3 separate regions of the Mus musculus genome follow, and regions 2 and 3 are each linked to region 1. The links are chromatin contacts, called in public Hi-C and HiChIP or PLAC-seq maps. All regions are on one chromosome and are shown on one strand. Each heading gives the region's core, a stretch centred on a gene start, on an enhancer-like site or on the middle of the called end of the contact. The rest is flanking DNA. Distances are from core to core; before and after follow the strand shown. Region 1 overlaps Fhl2 (four and a half LIM domains 2). Region 2 overlaps Nck2 (non-catalytic region of tyrosine kinase adaptor protein 2). Region 3 overlaps Nck2 (non-catalytic region of tyrosine kinase adaptor protein 2).

Region 1 (4,640 bases), core at 1,868-4,367:
CTAACTATATTTCAGGGCTATGCAGTATCGTGAGCTTACAACATGGTCCTAATTACCATCATTCACCGTGCAAATATCTGCCGTTTATTTTCTGTTTGTTTTATTTTGTCTGCTACTTGGGCCCCATAAGGGGTTTAAGTTTAAAAATGGGGAATATGTATGGAAAGAGTCCAGGTTATACCTAATCCCAAATGATACCAATATATGTATATGACATATCATATAATGATAATGTACACATTGCATGAGCTTAGCAGTTTGTAGTGACTTAACACACCGACAGGTGGTCTCAAATTAAAGCAGATTATATTGCATTTCACTTATCAAAATATACAACGAAGTACATATGATCTCCCCACCAAATTTTTTTTTCTTCTAAAATTACTTTCAGTATTTAACCTTCAAAAGACAGGTTTAGGTTTCTGCTCTCTCACTGCCTACTCTCATCATACTTAGACTTACGGGAGTCCAGCATGTGTGTCAGCCATGTCTCTGATCCATCTCTTCAAAGGACCAACCCACTGACATGGAGAGAACTGGGTTCAGAGGAACGTGAACCTCTCAGAAACAAGGCCTCCTAGTTCAGTGTCTAAGTTAGGGTTTCTCATGCTGTGAGAAAACAGCAAGACCAAAAGAGACATCCAAAGGAGAGGCTTGTTTCAGCTTACAACTCTCAGCCCACACTCCATCACTAAAGGAGGTCAGAGCAGGAACAGGGAGGCAGTAACAGATACAGAGGCAGAGGAGAAGAGCTGATTGCTGGCTTGTCACTTCCGCGTGGCTTGCTTAGCCTGCTTTTTAAATAGCACACAGGACCACCAGCCCATAGTAAGTTGGTCTCTCCCATATCAATCACCAATCAAGAAAATACAGCACAGGCTTGTCCACAGGCAAATCTGCCGTCCTTCCTCGCCCTCCCCCTCCCTCTCTTACCCACCCACTCCAGCAATGTAGTGCACCAAGGCCCCTGTGCTCTGAGTCAGACAGTAGTGTCACCTCTCCTGTCCCGCCTCTGACGATTTGTGTGTCTGCCTCTCTAGGACTTGTCCTACAAGGATCGGCACTGGCATGAAGGCTGCTTCCATTGCTCCCGGTGTGGAAGCTCGCTGGTGGACAAGCCCTTTGCTGCCAAGGAGGAACAGCTGCTGTGCACCGACTGCTATTCCAATGAATACTCGTCCAAGTGCCAGGAATGCAAGAAAACCATCATGCCAGGTCAGAACGCATGCCTTTATCATTCGCATGTGGCACTGAGCCAGGTCAGCGATGGACTGTGGGGTGGGACTCTCAGTTGTCCAGAGACAGACACTGGTGTTGATACTTCAGTGCTGGGCCCTGAACACAGGATATGTTAATCGATCTCAGATGCAGGGGTGTGACTGGGAGAGGATGTCGCACGCCTTTGATCCCAGCACTTGGTAGGCAGAAGCAGGCAGAGTTTGGTCTACAGAGCAAGTTCCAGGACATCCAAGGCCTGTCTCAACCCCTACCCCTCAAAAGGTGGGGGGTGGGAGAGGAGTGAGGTGTATCATTAAGAGAAGTGGAATTCCTGTTCGGTCAGCCTTTGATATCTCAGGAATTGGGTTCAGCTACCAACACCCACAGGTTCTCAAGCACCCTATGCAGAATGCCTCCTTCTTATATAAAACATTTCCACAAATATTTAAAATAATCTGCAAGTGGTGTATGAACACTGTTATGCTGTGTGGTGTAATGACAGACGTCTGTATACGTTCTCTAGTGGATATAATTATTTTCTTTGGGGACTCTTGATCTGCGGTTGGTTGGCCAAAGATATACAGCAGCTTGTGGCTAGAGAGAACTAGCCAGAAAAGGAATGCCAGCAATTCCCTGGAAATGCGTCTCTTCCCCTGCCTCGCTCGCTTCTCCCAGTACACGTGCTTTCTTGATCTGCTCTGCTTGCTGAATTTACACTCGGTTATTTCAACAACTATGATTTGTGCTCTGGTGTGCCAGGATGGGCCAGGAGTTGCATGTTGCTTAGCTTCACCCTCTGCCTGACCTCATGACGTTATGTCCTAGATAGACAGACATCAAAAAAGGACAGAACCACAACTGGGTTAAGAACTATACGCAATGATACTATGTCTCTTTTTTTACCTGAAGAAGATGAGTCCCCCCCTGTCTCTCTCTGTCTCTCTCTCTCTGTGTCTCTCTGTCTGTCTATGTCTCTCTCTGTTTCTCTGTCTCTCCCTGTCTCTCCTCTCATCTTGACTTTATATAGGACAAAGGAATCTCTTATTTGTAAAAAGTGAGTGATATCGGGGCGTGGTAGTGCATGCCTTTAATCCCAGCACTTGAGAGGCAGAGTTTGAGGCCAGCCTGGTCTACAGAGTGAGTTCCAGGACAGCCAGAACTATACAGAGAAACCCTGTCTCGAAAAACCAAAAAACCAAACCAAAACAAAACAAAACAAAAAAAGTGAGTGATAGACCAGGTATGGCGGGGTACACCTTTAGTCTCAGTATGCCAGACATAGAGGCAGGCAGATCTCTGTGACTTAGAGGCCAGTCAAGTGAGTTAATAAAAGTATAGGGAGGACTGCTGTAGCTCCATGCCCACTGTGTGGGTTTGATTACCATCACTGAAAAAATGCACACAAATACACATATGTAAATATGGGATTTGAGAAGCAAGTCTTATCATACACATGATGTAAAAATGGACGTTAGAACATCTCAGAGAACCTGACCTAGGATTCTGATGCCTAGCAGTTTAGAGGGTGGTATGATTTAGAACACGGTACTAGCACAGGTGGTAGGTTCAGAGCCAGGTAGCTTTCAGTGTGTCATACTCACACATGTACCTACTGCTTGACATGATGGCTTTGTGTAGCTCCCGGATAAGTACACAAAGCCCACAGAGAGTATCCAGCCATGGGCGTGCAAATAGGACCAGGCAGGTTGGAAGCAGCGGTAAGCAGATCACTTAGATGCAGGGGTCCAGCAAGCTGATTGAGGACAGAGGAAAGTGTGAGTAGATGGAGTTTGGGGAAATGTAACTTTGGGCAATATGGGCTCTGAACCACTCATGTGGAGGAGGCTGATGGAGCCTGTGCAGACAGTGGTCCAAGCAAGGTCATCAGGCGCCCTCTAGTGGACAAACTGGGTATAGGCCGTGAACTCAAATAGCTTACAAGGCAATTTGTATGTTAATGCAGTCCTGAACCCCGGAAGTTGGGAAGCTGAGGCAGGAAGACAGTGCATTCCAGGCCAGCCTGGATGGCACAACCAGATTTCTATGCAAGATAACTAAATAGTTTAAAGTGTCAAGACAGCCTCTTTGAAATCCTTTAATCAGAGGGAGGTTTAGAATCAAGGGGAAGCAGACATATTAAGAAACTTTAGAATCACCAGGTGTATCCACTCTGTGGCCCACAGGATTTGTATGTCCCAGGACAGCCATAAATGTCATGTAACATGTTTGTAGATCACAATAACAATTGCTGTATCAGTAGTTTGCATACCTCGGGACCACAGAAATATTAAGTAACTACTAAAGTGTGTATGAGATTTTAAAAACATGAGTTAACCTTGAGATTCTGAGTTGTAAAGTATATGTTGAGAGAATGATCCATGCTTGCGGTTTAGTTGAAATTTCTTAATGTATTAGCTATTTTAGCACTAATAATATTTAATTATCACAATACCTATAATTTTAACTCAGTTTTGGAACTACTTAAGAATTTGAAGTTTGTTAATCAAAGAACTTTTAAGTAAAGCTATCAAATATGTTAAACTTTAAAGAGAAGTCTAGACAAAATTCAGTTCACTCCACTGATAAATGCGAGCAACATAACGCCATTTAAAAGGATTATTTTTCTTTAAGAATCCTATTCGGTCTCAGGTGCGATGGGACACACCTTTAATCTCAGCACTCTATAGCTGGAGACAGAGCAGATCTCTGAGTTCTAGGCCAGCCAGTTACAAGATGGGGGAGGGGCAGTAAGAAAGCTCAATTGATCCCACCACTTCAGTCTTCCAAGTAGTAGGAACTAGAGGTATCACTTATCATCATCACCATCACCATCACCATCACCATCATTTCTTTACATGTAAAAGCTATAGAAGTTAGGGCTGGAAAATGGCTCAGTCAGAAAACGCCCGTTTCTCAGCACCTCACAGGGGTGTGTAAACCGTGAAATCCCCCTGTCAGAACAAATGGGAGGTTAGAAAGGGCTTTAAAGAAGTGCGACTGCAGAGTTCACACTCATCTGACAAAGCGGATGTTGACCGATGCCCCTCCTCTCCCTCTGCACTGACTCATTGATGCTTTAGCCACATGTGGTCCTGTGGCTAGCAGTCTTCCTCACACAGGGAGTCCCACGTTGTTCTGTGACCACCCTCAAAGGCACAGCTCACAGAAACGAGGAGCATTGATTGGCCATTGGAATCAAGTGTATATCAGGCTCCAGTCGCAGCCACAGTAATTCCTTTCCACAGATGTGTAGTGCGCCCCCATGCGGCAGGGCCACGTGAGTGCTTCATGGCGATTTTGTTGGAAAGAGGCTGTCACCCTTTGTTTCTGTTTGTTTCTGCCCCAACTCAGATACAATAACCATTTTTACCAAGGGGAAGAAAAAATACAAGTCCCAGAAGCAGTTACGTCCTGAAAGAAGA
Region 2 (4,680 bases), core at 1,019-3,518, 360 kb before region 1:
AAATGCCCTATAGATTTAATGACAAGTTAATCCAACCGAGCCATTTTCTCAATTAATTTCCTTTCTTCCCAAATGACCCTAGTTTGTGTCAAGTTGAGAAAACACCTGCCAGCCCAGGACCCAACGCTAGTCGACTCTACTGTGAGATCAAACCAGTGCACGAGTGTCAGAAAACACAGAGGGTCAATAATTCACCAGGTTGAACTCTGTTAGAAAATGCTCCGCTGTCTCTTTTCTGACTCTGTCTTTTTTCCCCCCACTGAGAAAAAGAGAACATTTACAAAGCTCTACTCTCCAGGCACTCTTCTCCAACGTCCCTCAGACAACACCACAGGGACGCCACCCTGCCCCCAAAGAACAGGGAACTCACTCATTTCACAGCCAAAGTTCAAGGGCTCTCCTACGAACACAACCCTCTCCCCCTTGAATTTCTATTCCTTCTCCATGCTCTGCTTTGAAGATCACTCCTACCCATAGCCAACAAAACTCCAGATGATTTAGCACACTCCTGCAGCAGCAGATGGTGTAGTCTGCTTTCTGTTACTGTGTTAAAATATCTGAGAAAAGAAACTTCAAAGAAGCAAAGGTTTATTCTGGTTCATCTTCAGAGCTCAGGCCTTGGTCAGTTGCTTCTGCATGATACATAACTTGTCATAGTTACGGCTACAACTGCTATGCGGAAACACCATGACCAAAAGCTAGTTGGAGAGGAAAGGGTTTATTGGGCTTACACGTCTACACTGTAGTCACTGAAGGAAGTCAGATGGGAACTCCACCAAGGCCCAAACCTAGAGCCAAGAGGTGACGCAGAAGCCATGCCAGAGAGCTGCTCACTGGCTTGCTCAGCCTGTTTTCCTATAGAAACCAGGACCACCAGCCCAGAGATGGCACCGCCCACAATGGGTTGAGCCTTTCCCATCAATCACTAATTAAGAAAATGTTCTACAACAGAATCTTATGGAGGCATTTTCTCAATTAAGGTTTCCTCTTTTCACAATTCTAGTTTGTGTTAAGTTGACATAAAACTAGCGAAGACAAGACAGAACACCACAATGAGAACAGAAGTGAAACAAGGCTGCTCACCCCATGGAATCAGAAAACTAAAAACAAAATGCAAGAGCTTGGAGCTTGTGTCCCCATGTCCTCTTCAAGGGTATGCCCCAATAACTTAACTGGCTTCCTTTAGAAGGTTCTAACACTCAAAGGTTCTATTCTAAATGGCTCTACCACTTCAAGTAGCACAGATCAAAGGCAGACAGAACTTCCTCTCACACCTGAGCTGAGTTTCAACCTTCTGCATGCTAATCACATACATATATGTCCTGGTTTGTGGTACTGGGGTCTCTCAGGGTCTCTCATACATAACTCTAAGTGCACTAGTGCCCATTATCCAAGAATTCACTTCTGTAGTTTCAGTCACTTCCAATTAACCACAGTGTAAACATACTGTCTTGACTCAAGAGAGATCAATTTTATTATAGAATGAGGTTACAAAGGTTCTATCTTATTAGCTACTGCTATTAATCTCTTACTGTGCATAATTTGTAAGTTAAGTCTTACTGTATGATGCATACATGCAGAAAAAAAAAACACAGTATAACAATGTTTGGTACTAGCCAGTGTTGGTATTCTGTCTGGACTCCACCCACACAGTTACCTGGCAACAGCCAGGTATGCTCCTCCCCAGTTACCTGGCAACAGCCAGGTAGACCTGGCCCTATAAAAAGGGCTGCTTGGCCCCTCCTCTCTCTCTTGCCTCTTCCCCCCCTTGCTTCCCCTGTCTTCCCTTCCAGCCTCTAACTGTCTACTCTCTCCTCTCTGCCTTTCTCTGCCTCTGCTACCCTCTTAACTCCCTGTGCCCTAAATAAACTCTGTTCTATACTATACTATATGTGACTGATCTCTCAGGGGGAAGGGGTGCCTTGGCATGGGCCTGCTGAGGCACCCTCTTCCCCCACACCCCAGCAGAACATATCTTAATATCTTTTTCTCTTTTTATGATTACAACAGTCAGTTTAGGATGTGGGCTGGGTTTCTTAGAACATATCTGCTGAAGACAAAGCAGATGTTCTCCTTGCCGTTTGGCACTCAAGTTAAATCTTGGGAACTATGTGCCTCAGGGTTCACAGGCTAAATAGGAGAAACATGCCCATGGTGTCATGGACATACATCACTACTTTCACTCCTAACAGCCATGTGACACCTCATTCCACCCATTCACAGGACAGAACTTAGATAATTGCACAACAGGGCTAACGGAAACAGGTGGCTAAGTGAGAATCTGGTGCCTGCCTGCTGCCTTCAGAGTGTGTTCCCTTTAACTGTGTTCACGGCCCCAGTGTAAACCCGGAGACGAAAGGGGACAGATTACACAGAGGGCCACCATACTTACTCCTCCTGCCAGAGTGTAACAGAGGAGGACACAGGAAAAAGAGCTCCATCAAACACTGGTGGGCGTGACATGGCTCCTATATCCACAAGAATACAGGCCTGCACAAGACTGGCTCTACTAACATTCAATCACAGATAACGGAGGGATTCATGGGAGCCCCAACCACTTCCCAAGGAGAGGGATTGGTAATTTATGATTTGGGATGTCAGGGATGGGGGCTGTCATTGTTACCTATGCTTTAGTGAGTCACAAAACAAAGAAAAAAAATCTGGTGGTAGTATACGCCTTTAATCTGAGCACTTGGGTAACAGAGGTGTGCAGAACTCTGAATTCAAAGCCAACCTGGTTTATTTAGCAAGTTCAGGGCCAGGGCTGCATAACGGGACCCTGTTTCAAAAACAACAAAACAAGACAAACAAAAAACTAAGCCCCAAAACTGAGATAACAGTAAGACTTGGTGAGAAAATGGGGGCTCGGTACGCAGGGGATACAAAAGGGTGGAGTGGTGAATTGAACCAGAATGTATTATATGCATGAACAAACTTTCAAAGAATACATGAATGAAAAGAGATATCACCTCCCACCTGTCAAACTGACAGGTGAGGTACAATGATCAGGATCTGTACCCCCTCCAGAAGAGCTCGGTTAGGGGAAGTGCTGATATTTGACAACGCAGGAAGGGAGCAGTTAACAATGCTCTCAAGTATTCCAGCAATGTTTTTTTACATTTAAACTTTTTCAAAACAAAAACGTAAAAAAATAAAGAGAAAAAATACTTCAGGCATAAGAATGCTATGGTGCCCAGGCTGGAGAGACCAGACTCATTTGTGGCATAATAGCAGAGCAGACAGGCCAGGGGCAGTCACAGGCTGAGATAGATTGGAACAGAAGTAGCTGACCGCCTGTTAACAGGTGACAGCACTGGTATGCTGGGACATTACCCACCATAAAAGTGTCCTGGTTTCTAAACAGGAGATTTCCCCCCAGGCAGGTTAGCGCTTCACTCTTCACTTGAGCAACATCACAGTGTGTTGCCATCTTATTCTCATCCAGATTCATTAATCCACGAGCATTTAATTACTATAACATCAATGGGCTCACCCCAGGCTTCCTAGCTAGGCAATACATGAAAACATTTTTAAATCTAAAATGGACAGATCTCTTGGGAGCCTCGAAATAAGACTTTTATTTAGTCTACTAAATTGGTCTTCAAATTTTGAAGTTACATTTATTGACTTGAAGTGTACTTCACATAGCATTAAAAAATGTCATTTGAAAAAAAGAGCAGGGCATAGTGGTATATCCCTTTCATCTTGGTACTCAAGAGACAGAAGCAGGCAGATCTTTGAATTCAAGACCAGCCTGGACCTATGTATCAAATTCAGGACAACCAGGACTACATAGTCAGACCCTGTCTTTAAAAAAATAAGAAGTATACAATTCGGTACTCTTATTCATTTATAAAAAAACCTTTGGTGTACAAAAGTCTCTATAAAAAGAAATCAGAGAGCTGCATGTAATAAATAATGAACTTGGACTCTGATGCCAGGAGCAGCAAGTTCAAAGTGTAGCTTACATTAATATGCTATTCTTTCAAATAAAATGTTTTTCAGCAAAATATCAACAGTAGGTGGAAGAGAATAAACCCTTCGAACTCCTTTTGGAGCCCTAAGGACATCTGTGCTCATAGTTCTCCTGGAGGCCAAATGACTAATACTGGCTCTGAAAAAGACAGAGCGCCTGTAAATGAGTTTGTTATCATTGTGTTCTAGGAAATAGACTGAATCCGATCAAAACAGTTGTCCTCATAGCCCGGCTCAGATGGTTACACTGCTTAAACCTGCAAGTTCCACCCTCTTAGGAAACTCGAGAAACACTTATTAATGACAAATTAATTAGCAGAGTTCACACCAAACCACCAAATTTCTGAGTAGCAGATTCACAAGCGGTTTCTTCTTGTTGAAAGAGCATGCTGTTTCTGCAGAAAAACAAAGGCAGACAGGAGGCCGACATGTGGACACTTTGTCTCATCTACAGGAGGCTGACATGAGGACACTTTGTCTCATTTGTTTGTAGTTGGGAAAGATTGGGCATCACTGCAGGGAATCACAATGAAGCAGTCTGTCTTGCAGTCTCACAAATCCAAGGACTTCTAGCTTCCACGCTAAGGCATCCCTCTCCTAAAGGCCTCGCCAGAAGCCGAACAAAGAAAGCATGGCTGCCTGGCTTCCCTCACATGGTCCATCAAAAAGGACTGAAGAAGCCTTCCAATTGTCTCCTTCCCCTTA
Region 3 (4,858 bases), core at 1,752-4,251, 400 kb before region 1:
TGTAAGACAGATTTACATATTCCTAGGCATTTTCAGTTCATGTCCCTCTGTTCCATGGCTTGATTTAATTCTTTAGCTCAGGGGGGGAGTTCTTTAGAAAGTTGCCACATGGTAAGATGTAAGAAGCAATCAACACGTCAGTTATCCAGAAAAACAGTCCATCTTAGGGTCCCCAGGGCCAAGTCCCAGGATCTGCCACGGTCACCATGTCTGTTCCCATCCCTTATGTAAGACAGCAGGCTATTTGCATAGAACAGAATCTAAACACATCCTCCCATATAGTGAAGACAAGAACAATCCATTATAATGCAAGTGCTATGTAGATGATATACTATATTGTATGGCCTAAAGACAAGAACAGAGACCTATACACACTCATATAAACACAGTAATATTCCTGATTATTTTCAACTTGCTTCTGTTTGGTAGAATCTTTGGTGTGGAACCTATAAACAGAGACAGGGACTCACAGTAATGAATCTGACCTTCTGTCCTCCATGAAGACACAAGGGGCTACGGCAGCCTAGTGGGCGGAGCAACACGGATTTCATGCACTCTACTGCTAGCTCCACACCTGCTTCTCCAGGATTTCTTAGCTATACCCCTCCCACATCTCATGGTCTCTCCTAGATTTTGTCCTATTAACTTAAAAAAAAAATCTTTCTCTATTTCCTAATTATCCTCCCACTGATCTGTTATAAGCTGTTTTATATTTTTGGTTCTAAATACTTGGAAATGCATGTGATACAAAAACAAATATGAATTATATGAATTATTCTGAGTGTCTGGCAGCACAACAGTATAGAAGTTTCCATAGTATTCCAGCAGCAATCCATGTGGCAGCCTGTTTCTACTGTGAACAATCTGGGGAGACAGAGTTGTAATGGATTCTAAATAAGAATGCTTTTGCGTTTAACTCATACGTGCACAAGGGTAGATAGTAATGACACCACAGAGTGGGTGAAGTCATGACAGACTTCTAGAGAAGTCTGGACATCTGAGACAGAATTGAGGTCCTGCTTCTTTAATGTTAAAATTTTCCAGGGGTGTGTTGGGCTGTGTCCTGATCTTTAATGAAGTAGTTCCACAGAGTGACTTGGCTAGGAATCATGTTCTAAGGCAAGATGGCAAGCAGACTTCAGTCAGTACAGAAAAGCCCAGGACTTCTACAGCAAATGCACTGCCACAAATCAATATCTCCCTTAACAGGATAAAAACCTCAAGCACTCCAAAGAACCAAGAAGTAAAGGGCCTGTCAGAAAACTTAAATGCCCTGGCGAATATCAGGCACCCTGCAGAGACAGCCCATGTGCTTTGCACCAACTCCATTGAGAGCAGCAAGGAGCCATCCAAGCAACTTAACTGAAATGCATACAAAGGGTAAATCGAAACAACAGCCAGGGAGCAACCAAGTCACCAATATGAACAGTCCACAGGAATCAACTAGACAGCTCACTCCTTTCTCCCTGGGGTCCCCTAAGAGACTGGAGAACGGCAGAGAGTGCAGGCAGGCTTCAGTGGGTTTGAATTTCAACCTCATGACTTACTGTGTGTGTGTTCTTCAGCACAACAGTAACTTCCAAGACTCAATATTCTTCTGAAAAATGAGGTACTCACTTCTCTTTTATGGGTGAGGCAAAGATTAAATAAGTGAAGCCCTTGCTGATCATTCTCTGAAAAGCCACATGAGGTCAGGTGGGGACCTGGGTTTTCTGCTGTGGGAGCTTTCTGCTGGGCTTCAGAGCGACCGACAGCACAATGCCCAACTGTAGAAGGAGTCCACACCTGTGTATCAGCTCCTGCATGCTATTGTAAAGTTCTCTAGCCCCTTTCTGCCAGGGAGTGAAGCCGTGACAGCTTTTAACTAACAGGATGTGGTATTTTGTTACCCCTCCCTGGCATTAGTCTATTGGTGTTAACTATTCAGTTAGCTGCAATCAAAGATAGGAGGAGCAGCTGCCCCTTAAGCACTCACAAAGCTCAGGAGTTCTGCGTTCAGCAGGCCAAAGCCACATCCAGAAAAGACAAAAGCAAACCCTGAAGAGGACTGGATACTGAAGGTTAGCCATCAAAAAAAGAAAATGATGGAAAGGCTGGCTTGAGGTACTTACTATGCACCTCAGAAATATCAGGTCTCTGCTGTAGTCACCAAATAAAAATGATTTAAATGGCTCTAAAACCCGAAATTCACAGAAACAAAGCAACTATGTTCCATGGCTTAGCCTCCAGACCTATGTATAACAGCAGACTCTGGGAATAAGCACCAGTATACATGAGGAGGTCAGAGGAGGGCAGCGGGCATCTTGCTCTACCATGTTCTGCCTTGCTCTCTTCAGACAGGACCTCTCACTTAACCTGGAGCTGGGTTAGTGGCCAACAAGCTCCGGCTCCACCCTACCCCACTCCCACCCCACCAGTGTTAGGGGCGCACATATACATCCAAACACACTTGACATTTTCCACAGGCTTGGGGAGTCAAACTCAGGTCTTAATGCAAGTGTTCTGACCAGGTAGGCCATTTCCCCTCCTCTATTTTGAAACAGAGCCTCATGCAGCTCAAACTGGCTTCAAACTCGGCTATGGTTCCAAGGCAGACCTCGAACTTCTTCTGATCTTCCTGCCAGGATTGCAGGTATGTGTCACCACGTTCCAGCTAATACATTTTCTTTTCCTTACAAAGGAACCAGTCTGAGGTACTTTACTCTGGCAGCAACAAAAATGTAAGCCGTGAGCTCTCTATACTTAACAGTCATGCAGGAGTGTCCCCACCTGTCATTTCCACCAAACACACCCACTCCCTCTCTACTCAACTCATACAGGTCTCCTCTCCAGGCCACTTTTATTTATTTACTTTTATTTTTATTTTTTCCTGTCTCTCCATTTCTCTTTGTCCTTCTGCTGGTCTTTTGGGTTCAGAATCCCCAAGTAATCAATGACTGATGCTTCTGTGTTCCACGTTGAGCCGCAAGGTCTGGAAAGCACCACTGTAAATTTCACTGTAAATGAGCTTCTCCATTCTCACTACTGAGCTCAGGGCTTGGAAAGTCATGCATGGGTCATGTTGAGGCCCTGTTTCCAGCCTCTAAAAACAGACACCGTCCTCTGTTGTCCTAGCCTGAAGACTAGGGTCAGGATATCTACCATCCATATAAACGTAACCTCTATCAGCAAAGTGGGACTCCTCTAAACCTTCTTTCATGGGGCTCTGTACAGGCTGCACTGTACAGAGGCCAGTGCCTGGTCTGACTCAGTCCAGTCCTTGGCTTATTTGTCCTCCCATATGTCTAGACCCCAAGCCCTGCTGTTATTCAGGTTCCCTATGGCCAGACTCTCATTTGTACTAAAACTCCACCCCAAGACTTAACCCGTGCCAGAGGTATTCCCTTCTAATTTTATTTTATTTTTTTTGTAAAATTTCTTTTGCACATGTGTGGAAGTAAGACGCTGCTTTCCTTGATTACTCTCCACTATACTTAGTGCCAGGGTCTCTCACGAAACCCACAGTTCATCAATTCGACTAGTCTAGCTGGCCAGCTTGCCCCAAGGGTTCCTTATCTCTATCTCCTTGGTGCTGGGATTACAAGTGGGCTCTCATGCCCATATGCTGTTTTATGCGGGCACTAACTAAGGATACCCATTCTGGTCTTCAAATTTGTGTGGCAAGTGCTTGGTATTCTAAGACTTGACTTGAGAAAAGCGGGTCTCAGCCTGTGGATCACGACCCCTCTGGAGATTAAACGACCCTTTCACAGGGGTCCCGTATCAGATATCCCCATATCAGCTATTTACACTACTTAGCAGTAGAGAAATAGTTGGGGGTCACCACAACGGAAGAAACTTTATTAGAGGGTTGCAGTATTAGAAAGGTTGAAAACCACTGCTCTAGAATCTCCCTTCTACTCAACAGAGATGGTTGCCAAGCTGCCCAATTCAGTCCTAATATCCATTAGACCAGGCAAAGACAATGCTATGGCTTAGATGAAGACAACCACCATTTACTCCAATTAGGTGAGCCTCAAACAGCTGAATGAAGTAACATCTGAGCAGGCACCCTGTCTGATCTGACCATATCTCATCACGTCATCCTTACTGAAAGCATCCAGTTTACACTGCCATCCTTACTATAAACTGCTTTTACTCCTCCCCCCCCCAGGTTTTTGTTTCACAAAGTCACTTGCAGGAAATACAGTGGCTTAGAAGGGATGCCCAACAGTCATCACACTCACACTTGACTTCCATGAGAGCCAGGCTGCTGAATTCATCTCCCAGGTTCTCCCAGACTCAGTTACCACCATGCTCGGAGTCATGGGGGAATGTTTACAACCACAATAGCAGTTATTGTTCTGATGCCTAAATGAGAACTTGATAAGTCTCCTCACAACCATGGGAGCTGAGAGCTAGAAGCAGGAAGACTACCACGGACACACCCTCACATTTGTAATAATGAGAGTGAGAGGTGGGGAGTGCAGGGGGGAGAGGGAGGGAGGGAGAGAGAGAGAGAACTAAAAACCAGACTGGGTAGATGCAGCAAGCAAGCAGCAGGCATTCCTTGTTCTCACCCTAGAGAGGTTGACTTCAGGAAATTGCAAATCAAGCAGGACGTCATTTTGGTGAGAAGTCAGAAGAATGCACAGGCACCTGCAGTTTTCCCAGGTCTTAAATTCACTCACAGTACATACTCATGATATTGTCTGGTCTCTCAAAGGTCAATTCTAAACTGAAGTCACTACGCTGCTGCAAATGTTCTTACAGAGCTGGGGGTTCATGTCACTGCATCCTCTTGACTATGAGATGCCTTTCTTTAGCCCAGGGAGGTCTCTAAAGAATACCCAGGAAGTGACAGGAACCCTGTTTCCAA

The links. A called contact is a pair of places that touch in the nucleus more often than the background predicts. HiChIP or PLAC-seq counts read pairs in DNA pulled down with a chosen protein or histone mark.
Region 2: an H3K27ac HiChIP or PLAC-seq map of T-cell acute lymphoblastic leukemia shows a contact between it and region 1, with 2.4 times the contacts expected there. The contact joins two enhancer-like sites. A contact is called at or near these places in 1 of 484 Hi-C or Micro-C datasets (nephron progenitors) and 1 of 115 datasets of contacts at active chromatin or transcription factors (T-cell acute lymphoblastic leukemia).
Region 3: a Hi-C map of the P5424 cell line shows a contact between it and region 1, with 2.7 times the contacts expected there. The contact joins two enhancer-like sites. A contact is called at or near these places in 1 of 15 datasets of contacts at CTCF or cohesin (pro-B cells), 3 of 484 Hi-C or Micro-C datasets (the P5424 cell line, group 2 innate lymphoid cells and pre-hematopoietic stem cells) and 5 of 115 datasets of contacts at active chromatin or transcription factors (CD8 T cells, DN3 thymocytes, effector CD8 T cells and 2 more).

The regions. Positions count from the first base shown.
Region 1 is chr1:43,138,273-43,142,912 of GRCm38.p6, reverse strand. It overlaps Fhl2 (four and a half LIM domains 2), which reads left to right. Exons shown (of 6, transcript NM_010212.4): 3 at 1,041-1,215. Among named protein-coding and RNA genes, the nearest start is that of Fhl2, 23 kb to the left of the region's middle. Within about 2 kb of position 3,117, at least 32 of the 459 cell types and tissues checked have an H3K27ac peak or open chromatin away from gene starts, as enhancers often do. A contact at or near this core is called in the P5424 cell line and T-cell acute lymphoblastic leukemia, where this site is marked.
Region 2 is chr1:43,497,864-43,502,543 of GRCm38.p6, reverse strand. All of the region lies in intron 1 of Nck2 (non-catalytic region of tyrosine kinase adaptor protein 2), which reads right to left. Among named protein-coding and RNA genes, the nearest start is that of Nck2, 54 kb to the right of the region's middle. Within about 2 kb of position 2,268, at least 60 of the 459 cell types and tissues checked have an H3K27ac peak or open chromatin away from gene starts, as enhancers often do. A contact at or near this core is called in T-cell acute lymphoblastic leukemia, where this site is marked.
Region 3 is chr1:43,539,499-43,544,356 of GRCm38.p6, reverse strand. All of the region lies in intron 3 of Nck2 (non-catalytic region of tyrosine kinase adaptor protein 2), which reads right to left. Among named protein-coding and RNA genes, the nearest start is that of Nck2, 96 kb to the right of the region's middle. Within about 2 kb of position 3,001, at least 67 of the 459 cell types and tissues checked have an H3K27ac peak or open chromatin away from gene starts, as enhancers often do. A contact at or near this core is called in the P5424 cell line, where this site is marked.